Linked DNA regions of Gossypium hirsutum: region 1 is linked to region 2. Evidence: chromatin contacts called from public Hi-C data. All regions are on one chromosome and are shown on one strand. The core of a region is the stretch at or near the end of the contact, and the rest is flanking DNA. Distances in the headings are between cores, read along the strand shown. Region 1 holds the start of LOC107918521 (probable WRKY transcription factor 57). Region 2 has its middle 15 kb from the start of LOC121225872.

Region 1 (5,836 bases), core at 3,330-5,829, 39 kb after region 2:
AATGCTACTTCAATTTTCTTGGTTCCCAAATGTGATAATCCTAGGTATTGTAAAGGATTTTCGGCCTATTTCTTGTTGCAGTGAGTTTATAAGTGCATAACTAAGGTTTTGGTTAATAGAATGACTCATTTTTTGCATGCTTTAATTTCTAATAATCAGAGTGCCTTTGTTAGAGGGCGTAGTATCACTAGTAATACCATGTTGGCTCATGAGCTAATGCAAGGGTATGGTAGAAGACATATTTCTCCTAGATGTGCCTTGAAGGTTGGTTTTCAAAAGGCGTTTGACTCTTTGCACTAGGGTTTTTTGCTTTCAATACTTAGAACTCAAGAGTACCTTGAAAAGTTCTTGAAGTGGATTGAAGTTTGTTTAACTACTCCTCGATTCTCTATCTCCCTTAATGGAAGCCTTATGAGGTTCTTTCGAAGGAGGAAAGGTATTAGGCAGGGAGATATTCTCTCTCCTTACCTCTTTATGCTTTCAATGGATGTGTTGTCCAGGTTATTGGATGTTGATGCCATAAATACTCTCTTCAAGTATCATCCTAAGTGCCTTCAAGTGCAGTTGAGTCATCTAATGTTTGCCGATGATCTTCTTATTTTTTCTAAGGGTACTGCTGATTCGGTGGCTAGTGTTTATTGTGTTCTTTAGTAGTTTTACTTACTTTCTAGGTTGTAACTCAATGCCTCCAAAAGTGAATTGTTTGTTATTGTGGTGCATCAAGAGGAGTTGTCCTCATGACTACTTACACAAGGTTTAAAGTTGGTTGGCTATCAGTGAGGTACCTTGGTGTTCCTTTTGTTTCTCGAAAGATGTCTCGGTCTAATTGTACTGCTTTAACCAATAGGATTCTAGACAGGATTCAAGGGTGGTCTACTAAGCACTTGAGTTATGGGATTTATCAATTTCTAATGCCTAAGAGTATTCTTAAGGTTTATCAATATGTCTTAGATTCTTTTGAAAGGGAAGGTTGGCTCAGGTCGAGGGGCTCATGTTTGTTGGAAGGCGATTTGTTTACCTAAATATAAAGGGCTTGGGACTAAAAAATGTGGTAGAATGGAATCAAGCTTGTATTTTGCAGCTTATCCGTGCCTTGCTTGCAGGAGAGGGGTATCTTTAGATCGCTTGGGTTAGTGAATATGTGTTAAAGGGTAGGGTTTTTCTAGATACGGCTCCTACTTCAATGAGTAGTTGGAATTGGCGAAGGATGCTTAAGTTGAAGCCTTTGGTTGCTGTCATTTCTCAATAGTTTGCTAATGCTAAAGTGAGTACTTTGCAATTGTGTGAGGCAATTAGAACTCGTTGTATGATGGTGGAATGGCACTGTTTGCTATGGTTCCCTTTGTATATTCCCAAACATTCTCTTATTGCTTGGATAGTCATTCTTAATAGACTCCCAACACAGGATCGTTTGCTTACTTTTGGGATTTCGATTGATACTTGTTGCTTTTTCCATATGGATGCTGTAGAGAGATGTGATCACATTTTCTTTTAGTGCAGCTTTTCAAGGAAGGTGTGGCAATCAATTTTATGCCTTTGCTCCATTTATAGGGCTGTAGGAACTCAGAGGCAAGAGTTAGCTTGGGCGATATTGAAACTTAAAGGAAAGTCATTCCTTGTTGAAATACTCAAGCTTGTTTGGTGTGCATATTTGTATGTGATATAGAGATAGAGGAACAAGAGGTATTTTGGTACATCTTTCTTGACTGAAGATGCTGTCTTTGTGTAGATTAAAGAGACTGTGGAAGCTTACTTAGGAAGAAAACCAATCAATAAAACTGATCCTGTTAATGCTGCACTTTGTGCTTCTTGAGGTATTATTGGTTAATTTGCTTGCATAACTTAAAGTTATTGTACACTGTTTTTTGTTCTTTTGTAACAGTTTAACTGCATTCTTGGATTAATGAATTTCATCATTCATCAAAAAAAAGTGTAACTAGAAATTTAATAATTTAAATCATAGTAAAAGTATAACTTAATATGGAAACAACGTGTAATTTAAGTATTAATAAATTACTTTTTTAGGGTTTCACCTATATATTGCATCTCGACCCATTTATTGCTACTCTAAAGGGAGAATCTCTTAATTAGTAGTTGACTGGCTATTAGCCAACGCTGCTTGCCCTCCATCATCTTTGATCTCGTATTCTTTCTCCTCTTCCACTTCATTTGTTTTCTCTCTTCAATTGATAGATTTTTTTTTTGGGTATCTTTGCTTTCTTCATGGGTTGTGATGGACAGACATCGATGTTTTCCATTGTTGAACCTCCACCAATCATCAATAATTCCACTATGAAAATAGACTGGCTATAGATATTCAAAAGGTGGCTCTTTACCAGTTCCTTGATCTATTTCTATTTTGACGGTATTTTGGAATAATAAATGATTTCACAAGTCGATTTGGACCCATGTTGCTTTAAGTTTATGTGTTTTGTATTGCTTTCCTTTATTTAATAAATCTTCCTTTCTCTTATGAAATTGATGAAAGATTTTGTCTTGTCCTATACAAGTATTAGTCTTGCTTATGCAAGTATTAGGCTAGTTTCCTTACTGTGTTAGGTGCTTATAGTCACCCTAGATATATTGTGCTTGAGTTATAGTAAAGTTGGTTGCCAACAAATTATAATGTTTTCTTCTTATTGAGGCTGAAGCCTTTGTTCATATTGACAGGATTTTTCCTTTACAGTCAACAATAGGTATTTGTTGTATCTTTTTTTTTCTCCCGAATTATATAATATCTAAATACCTTTCATTTAAGCCCAATTCAACTTTTATATCAATGTCATTTCATTCAAGAATTATTAAGTATATATACAAGTATTTATAACACAATTAATCAACATTTATAATAATTATAAACTGTATGAACTTACCTAGGATAAACACAACAACAACAACAACAACAACAAAGAGTTAGGGACTAATATGCAATTTCTCATTTTCCTCGATTATCTTCATATTGACTCAATTCCCAGTCTATAATAATTCATTATGATTTATCAATTCCAATTACCTTATACCATTCTATTATAAGCATAAATCAGTTCACTTTCACTTTTTTGAATTTTCCCTAAATTTTTGTATTTTATTTAATTTAGTCCTTAAAACCGAAATAGCTATATCTTTCAAATTTAAGCTTTGATTTACAATCCAATTTCAATTACCTCTTTCTACAGCCCTTTATTATCCATAATTACATAAATTTATCCTTAATTTTGAAATATTTACACTTTAGTCCATATGTTAAAAATTAACAATTAAACTTTACAAATTAGTTTTTTTCATATCTAAGCTTAAAATCTAACCAAATAACACCAATAACTTCAAGCATTCATCAATGGAAATATTTTGAAACTTTGGCAGTTTCGAAAATAAAACACGGATTAGCTAAATCGAGCTACCACAACCTTAAAAACGTAAAAGTTACAATAAACGAACTTGTATACTTACCTATTTTGAAGGACCGAAGTTCAAACGATCAAAACCCCAATTTTTCTTTCTTGTTTTCGTGGAGAAGACGAGCGGAGAAGGAAGAAATAATAATGTGTTTCTTTTTCTTTTGGTAAATATAATGTGTTTCTTTTTTATTTTTACTTATATGCCTAGTTTTGTACTTAATTAATCTAATTGAATTTAATAAATCTTAATTAATCAATTAAGCGGGTGACAAACAACAACCACTACCGTTTGACATTATTAGAAGGGTCCAATTGCTCAATCGGTCCTTCAATTAATTATAATTTCATAGTAATTAATTTTTACCTCTTTTACAATTTAGTATTTGTACCTTAATTAGTCACTAATTCGAAAAAATTACTTATTCAAAATTCAATTTACCTATATAATAACTCCGTAAATATTTACGTGCTTGGTTTGCGGAAATGAGGTCGCAATATCTCTTATTTCGACACCACTGACTTTAGGGTCATTGCGCTAGTACTTCAATTAATTATCATTTCAATAAAATTTCTAAACCAAAATTCAATATAATTCAAAATAAACTCGTAAATATTATTATCAATAGTTGGAAATGGGGTTCCAAAACTACCGTTTTTCAACACCATTGATAATTGGGCTGTTACATCAGTGAGAATAATTCAACAATCATTTTGTAAATTTTTAAAGTTGAGTGACTAAAACATAGACTTACTAATAGTTTAATGAACTTAAATGTAATTTACCCTAAAATAATTGATTGGGACTTTGAGTATCAGGTTTGTGAAAATTATTTTCGATAGATGAGTTTAATTAATTAAAATTTATCCTATAATGATTTATTCTCATTAAAATAATGGATATAGTTACTTGCAACTTCAAAAATAAAATAAATTAACATTCAACATCTATTGAATGGAATAAACTGGATGTCCTTCAAAAAAAAATCCCACGAATCTCATGTATAGATAAAATAATACTGAAAAATTTTATTTTTATTTTATTGAAAATTAGAATTAATTCAAATTTAAATTTAAAATTAAATAAAATTCAAGGTATATCTCAAATATCTGAGAACGATTAAGGGAAAAAATAACATTAAAAAAAGCATTGCCAAGAGAGGGAAAAAAACATGGTGCGTCCTTATGTCGGAAAGTATCTCTTCTATTTTTCTCTTCATTCATGCGCGTGGGCCCACGCACACCCGCTTCCCTTGCTCTTCATCTTCTTTCTCCTCCTTTGCTTAAATATCAACCTCCCGTCACTATTTTCAGTTGACGCCGATTTTTCTAAACTTATCTTTTTTCTGTTCTCCCCCAATCTCTCTTACTCGCGCGTTCTTTTCAGTTTCCTTTTTTTTCTTTCTCTTTTTCTGTTTGGACGACGGGAAAAAATAACTAGCCAAAAACCCTAGCTCTCTCTCCTTCATTCCTTTTTTTGTTTTATTTTCTCTCTACGTTTTCTTTTAGATTTCATTTGGACGTGCTTTGAATCCTGTTATTTTCTTTGTATGTTCTATTCTTTTTTTGGATGAAGGTTTAGAGGATGGAAGATAAAGAGGGGCTTGATCCAGCTGGGACTGAGTTTAAATCCGATTCGAGCTCGAGCTGGACACTTGCTGGACCTGACTCAGTCTCGGATAGCATCAATTACTTCTTCGATAGGGAAAGCAGTATACTGAGTGAGTTTGGTTGGAATATTCTACAACTGGACCATGCCGATGAGATTGAAAGGTTCGGTGAACTAGACCGAACCGACGCCAGTCGTGGTTTGGCGGGAAATTTTAGCGGCTCGCAATCGCAAAGCTGTGGTGCAGCTGGTGGTTCGTGTTCAGGGGCAGCGTCGAATCCGGTCGGGTCAGCTGAAGTGCCGACATCGAATCCGTCGGTGTCGTCGAGCTCCAGCGAGGATCCGCCGGAGAAATCTACGGGCTTCGGCGGGAAACCGCCTGAGATACCGTGAGTACTAGTGAACCAATGATGAAAGTTAAAAAATAATTTTAAAAACCTTTATCTTTTGTTGTTTTGTGCTACTTTATGAGACTGAGTTGTAATTAAGTACGACTTCGGTGGGCAAAAATGACAGATGGTAATAAAAGCCACCGTATCAAAAGTCATGCAAATTTCGGTGTCCGTACAGTGAAACTGCATAAAATAAATATAACAACCTCGTTTCATGCAAGTTGGGGAAGAAGGGTTGAGGCAGTTTCGTAAATTTAGGGAAATAATTGGTCCAATTAAGGCAAATAGAGAGGGCGAAAAATAAAAGCGACTTTTTGCCTATTAACGAAGTGGCCTTCAACACCGCCGTTATTGCGGCGGCAATGGCGTGCTTTGCTTTGAGAAATCTTTTTTTTTTTTTACGGCAAAAAGCGGAAATATAGCTGGGAAAATCCTCTTTA
Region 2 (5,451 bases), core at 1,560-4,059:
ATTCAAGAATCTTCATTGTCATCCTTGAATTCTGCTTTAATTTTGCAGATTCATTTACTCTTGAAGAAGGTTGGTCAGTGACTATTACAACATATTCCTAAAGAAGAGAACAAGGATGCAAATTATATACCAAAATGACTTTTGATAGAGAGGAGGGTCTATTATTATTTGCAGTTCCACCTAGAGATATTTCATATGTTTTAAGTTAATGTAACTTTTTGTTTGTTCACACACAAAAAAAAAAAAACAAACACATACTAATATAATTTATTAAATTAAATTTATATTTTTAAATATAATAAGAATTAATTACATTCATTAATTAAAAAGTACAGCAAATATAAATATAAAATTACAAAAAATTGAATATTAACGATCTTAACATTAAAAAAATTAATTTAATAATATATAAAATAAATAACCTATAAGAAATTATTGATAGTATTATTTAAATTCTATTAATATTAATATTCAAGCTATAATAAATGTTTGCATTATTTTAATATTAAATACTTTTAAAATTAAATAATATTCATATAATTTATTCTAAATTAGTTAAATTTTTTTAACAAATTTTGTAATTACATTAATTTTTTAATAATTTTTAAATAAATTTATTAAAAATTTTAAACAAAATTAATGTTTTAAAAATATTATAAATTTAATATATACAATTGACCTTTGCATCGCAGGGAAATACAAACTAGCTTAAATTATAAAACTATCCAATTCACATATATATTTTTTTATCTTTTCTCATTTCTTAGATTTGCTCAAGGGTCGTGTCGCCTACTCAAGTTTGAAGGCCTGTTCAAAACATGGAAAGATTTAGACAAAAATATGAAACTCAAAGAATGGGTTTGGATAAAAAAAATAAGGTCATTTAAAATATGAGTCGGATTTGGGCTCCAACATTCAATGTTTGATCTTCATCCCTCTTGTTTTCTACTTTATAATATATATATTATGTTATATCTATACTATTAATTAAACTACGGACTAAGTTGATGTCATGAGCCAATCGAGCGAACACCAACTCGGTTAATGAAATTATGAAAATATCCTTCTGTATTTAAAATAAATTATATTATTCAAGAATATTTTAATCTTTTTATTAAAAAATCAATATTAGTGGGATTTGAAGCCATGACATTTGAGTCGATATAATTTTAATTTTACCACTCAAATAAGGCATTATTTCCAAATGTTTTGTAAATATTAATTTTATTATGCACATTTTATTACCTCCGTCAATTATACATATCTATACTATTATTTAAATAATCAGTGAAATTACGAAAATATCCTTTCATATTTAAAAAGATTATATTATTCTAAGGTGCTTTAGTCTTTTTATCATAAATTGTTTTGTGCATCGTATTACCCTTATCGATTGTATAACTATACTATTATTTAAACCCCTGACTGAGTTGATATCACGAGTTAACTGGACATCAACTCAGTTGAGAGATTACTAAACTACCCTTACATTTTTAAATAGGTTATACTTTTAAAAGGGTACTTTTGTCTTTTTACATTTTACGTAAAACCATTATAAAATTTGAACTCATGTCAATGTTTTATTCTATTTTTTCTTTACCACTTCAACTAAAATTTTATTCTATTTTTTTTATATATTCCAATGCTATTATCCAAATTGTTTCTCCCACGTCCATATATTTATACTATTATTTAAGTCTCTGATTAAGTTAGTGTCATGAGTCAACCGGACACTAACTTGGTTGGGAGGTTACTAATCTACCTTATGTATTTGAATAAGTTAATTCTTACAATGGAACTTTTATCTTTTTACAATTTTTTATAAAACCAGCATAAAATTTGTATATATTGGTGTTAACGTTAAAAGTCAACTAGATAAGCAATTAGAGTGCATTTAATATTCTTAATTTGATGTATTTACCTATTTAAATTTCTTTTTACTCTCATTTAAACTAGTTTTTTATTTGAATTTCGTATATATTGCATATGTGTTACTATTAGTTTCAAATATTACGTTTCATTTTTTATTACATGTTTTTTTTTTTGAAAAACACACCTATGTTCTAAATATGTGATATATATTAACTCTATAATGTAAACATTAAAAAATATAGATGATGTCTATGTTTAAAATTTCAATAAAATAAAAACATATAAATTAGGAAATGTTAAATTAAAAGTAATATATTTGTGCAGGTTTAGCTATTTACAAATATAAATGGACTTGAGAAAATTAAATAGATATAAAGTGTAGTAAATTTGAACAGGAATCCAACATGAGCCATGAATACAAGTGAACAATGTTGAAATATATTTATTAATAATAATGTTAAAATTTTACAATTATTTAAATTATAAAACCACCTACTTCGCTTCTTCCATTCTCAAATTCTGGCCCATATTGTTACTTTTAAAAAATAATAACCTATCAACTCTCATGCAAGTCTCATTTTATTTTTATTATCATCCATACAAAATGATATAGGTATGCTGTTCAATATTTTAGAATTGAAATGAAAAATCCTTTACTGATGAAATGTAAAAACATGATTTGAGAACCCCCCCCCCTTGTCAGTAAATTAAATATATTAAAACTTGACATTAATTTATAAGCAACAGAAGCCAAATCTCAGGTATAATGCTTAAAATCCCATATTAGCATTATTAGTAGTAGGATTGTCTTTATTATGTAGGCAGGAATATATATAATGTAAACAAAGCATCTGCCATAGGATTAGGGTTGTGACGGCTATCATTTCATGACAGCGAAAGTAAACCAAAAAATGGAAAATGAAAGGGGGATTGGTCCACTCACATTATACATATATATTACCTGAAAACTTTGATCATCTTCAATGGGATCCAGTGGCTTGCCTGCAACCTGTTTGGCAACTTGGAAAATAAGAGAAAAAGTGGTCCTCAAACCCTGAATGCGACTGCACCTGCCTAAGTTTAACTTCATTTCCTTCTTCTTCGTCATGTATAGATATCTTCATTTTAACAAAACAAAACCAGGGTGAATTTTCTAGGTTTTTTCTCAGCCATTGATACAAAGCTTTGAAGATACTGGCAATGCAGTTTGGCTTTTTGATGGTCTACTGCTTCACTACTAATATGATTAAACAATTTTTGAAATATATTTCCAAATTTCATAACGAGGTTTTCTATATGACTCAACCATTTATATATATATATATATATTATATGCAAGTAAATTTATGATATAAAATTTCAAAAGAACAAAAACTAACAACCCTATATTGAATCTTTTAAGAGTAACTTCGTCAAAATAGCTTAAATTTCATTTCCATTATATATGCATATAAATAAATATACATATAGAACAAGAGATATCAATTGTTGCAAGGCTAGCTTTATTAATTTCATATTCAGTAATGGCTTTTCAAAATCTCTCTCACAGTTGTTACATTACCATATCACTTTTATAAAAATATATATATTTTAACTCTTTATTTATTTTTTTCATCTTTTTTAGCTTTTAAACTTAAGTTATTTATCAAATCACCTCAAAAAAGATGAAAAAAAAATTAACACATGTTAACTTTACTGGCATGGCATATAAGTGGATACCACGGTAACAATTAATTACTTTTTAAAATTTAAAATTTAAAAATATATATATAAACTATTTAAAAAATTTAAAAATGTTAAAATTATTAAAAAGTCTAAAAAATATTTTTTAATTTTTAAAAATAATCAATTGTTAACATGACATCCACGTAGTAAGTAACCCACATATGGAAAGTTAATAGACGTTTAACTTTTCAATATATTTTGGGTGATTTGACAAAAACAGTAAGTTTAATGACAAAAAGAGGCATAACATTAAATAAAAAACTAAAATAACTTTTCTTTTTGTACATGTGGAGGACAAAATAAGTCATTATGCCAAGTTAATTTTAGCCTTTCTACTAAAAATTCTTTAGATTAGGTTTTATACATTAAAAATTTATTCAAATCATGACACCATTATAAGTTGTTAAATTATTGATAATTTAGACAAAATATATCATACATAACTATTTTACCAAAAAAACCCAACTATCCAAAAAAATTCATGTCTTTTTTAACTGGCTAAAAAAAATGCAAACTTAACAAATTTTTTTTCAACCACATGATAATTAAAAAAATACATGGATTATTTTGGGGGATGGTTGGGTTTTCTTATGGTCAGGTCAGATTATGGGTAAATTAGTTGGGTATTATATATTTTGTCCATATTATTAGTAACTTAGCACCAAATTATAACAGTGTCATGACTTGAACAAATTTTTCATATATAAGGATTAATTTGTAACAATTTTTAGTAGAGCGACTAAAATAGACTTTACATGGTAGTATTGGGACTCGTGTTAAACTTTGACTCTTATATATATTGGTATTCCAAGTTAATCAGATATCAATTTTATTAATAAAAGACTACTAACTCAATTTTTTTTAAAAAAATTACCAAATATTTTAGGGATAATTTTGTGTTTAAATTTTTATATATAACATATTTAAATAAAATAACTTAATCACTTTTTCTAAAAGAAAACATTTCACTTAAAATATTACTTGAATGGAGTGATGGTTAAATTTTTTTTCAAATACTCGTTTAACACGAGTTCAAATCGTATTATCCCATCCCCTACCTCTAATATTGTATAAAAAAATTTACTTTCTTAAAAATATACCATTAATTTTTTCCTTAAAATAAAAGACTACCATAAATTTTAAAATATATATATTCTATAAATTTTTTTCTTCACACTCACATAGTGAATGTGACAAAAGTTAATATATATATATAAACCCAAAATATATACACATTTTTTACAACCCACTTAAAGTAGCATGGAATTTTTTGTTAAGTGATATATTAGATATTACTTGTTAAGATCTAATGTTGTTAGTGTAGTAATATTATCAATGTATTTGTAATTTTTCAAACAAGTTTGTTTAATAAAATTTCATTTTTCTCATCAATATCTCTTGTATAATTTCCTCAATGAGTTTTTGCATGTAAAGCAAAATGAAAGAAAATATTAACTCCTTAATTATTTAACAATTAACTAATACTAAGTTGCATTATATGGTTGTATCACAATGCGAGAAAACAACTTATATTAGTAGATAGTCTAAATGGTTCATAGTCTAATCGAAATTGAGCAAATAAATTAAAAGATTATTATGTCATTTATTAAGTCCAATTAGGAAAATACCATATATTGGGTATCGGAGCAGATGACTCCTAAAAGCTGGAGACATAGAGTGGTTGTTTAGACTGACAGTACACCAAACATGATCCAAGTAGCATAATCCTAGATTCGTTTATGGGCTTATCACTTGAGACGTCTATAATATGACTTACCTCAATCCTACATAAGTGATGAACTATGTGTGTGTGTCTCGTATACTTTGTTGTATTAAAAGCCCGAGTTAAATTGG

The links. A called contact is a pair of places that touch in the nucleus more often than the background predicts.
Region 1: a Hi-C map of leaf shows a contact between it and region 2, with 2.5 times the contacts expected there. The contact joins the promoter of LOC107918521 here to the enhancer-like site in region 2. A contact is called at or near these places in 4 of 34 Hi-C or Micro-C datasets (anther and leaf).

The regions. Positions count from the first base shown.
Region 1 is chrD13:15,912,771-15,918,606 of Gossypium_hirsutum_v2.1, forward strand. LOC107918521 (probable WRKY transcription factor 57) reads left to right here and starts at 4,580. Exons shown (of 5, transcript XR_005922771.1): 1 at 4,580-5,393.
Region 2 is chrD13:15,875,877-15,881,327 of Gossypium_hirsutum_v2.1, forward strand. No RefSeq gene overlaps it. Among protein-coding and RNA genes, the nearest start is that of LOC121225872, 15 kb to the left of the region's middle. Within about 2 kb of position 2,810, at least 1 of the 9 cell types and tissues checked has an H3K27ac peak or open chromatin away from gene starts, as enhancers often do. A contact at or near this core is called in leaf, where this site is marked.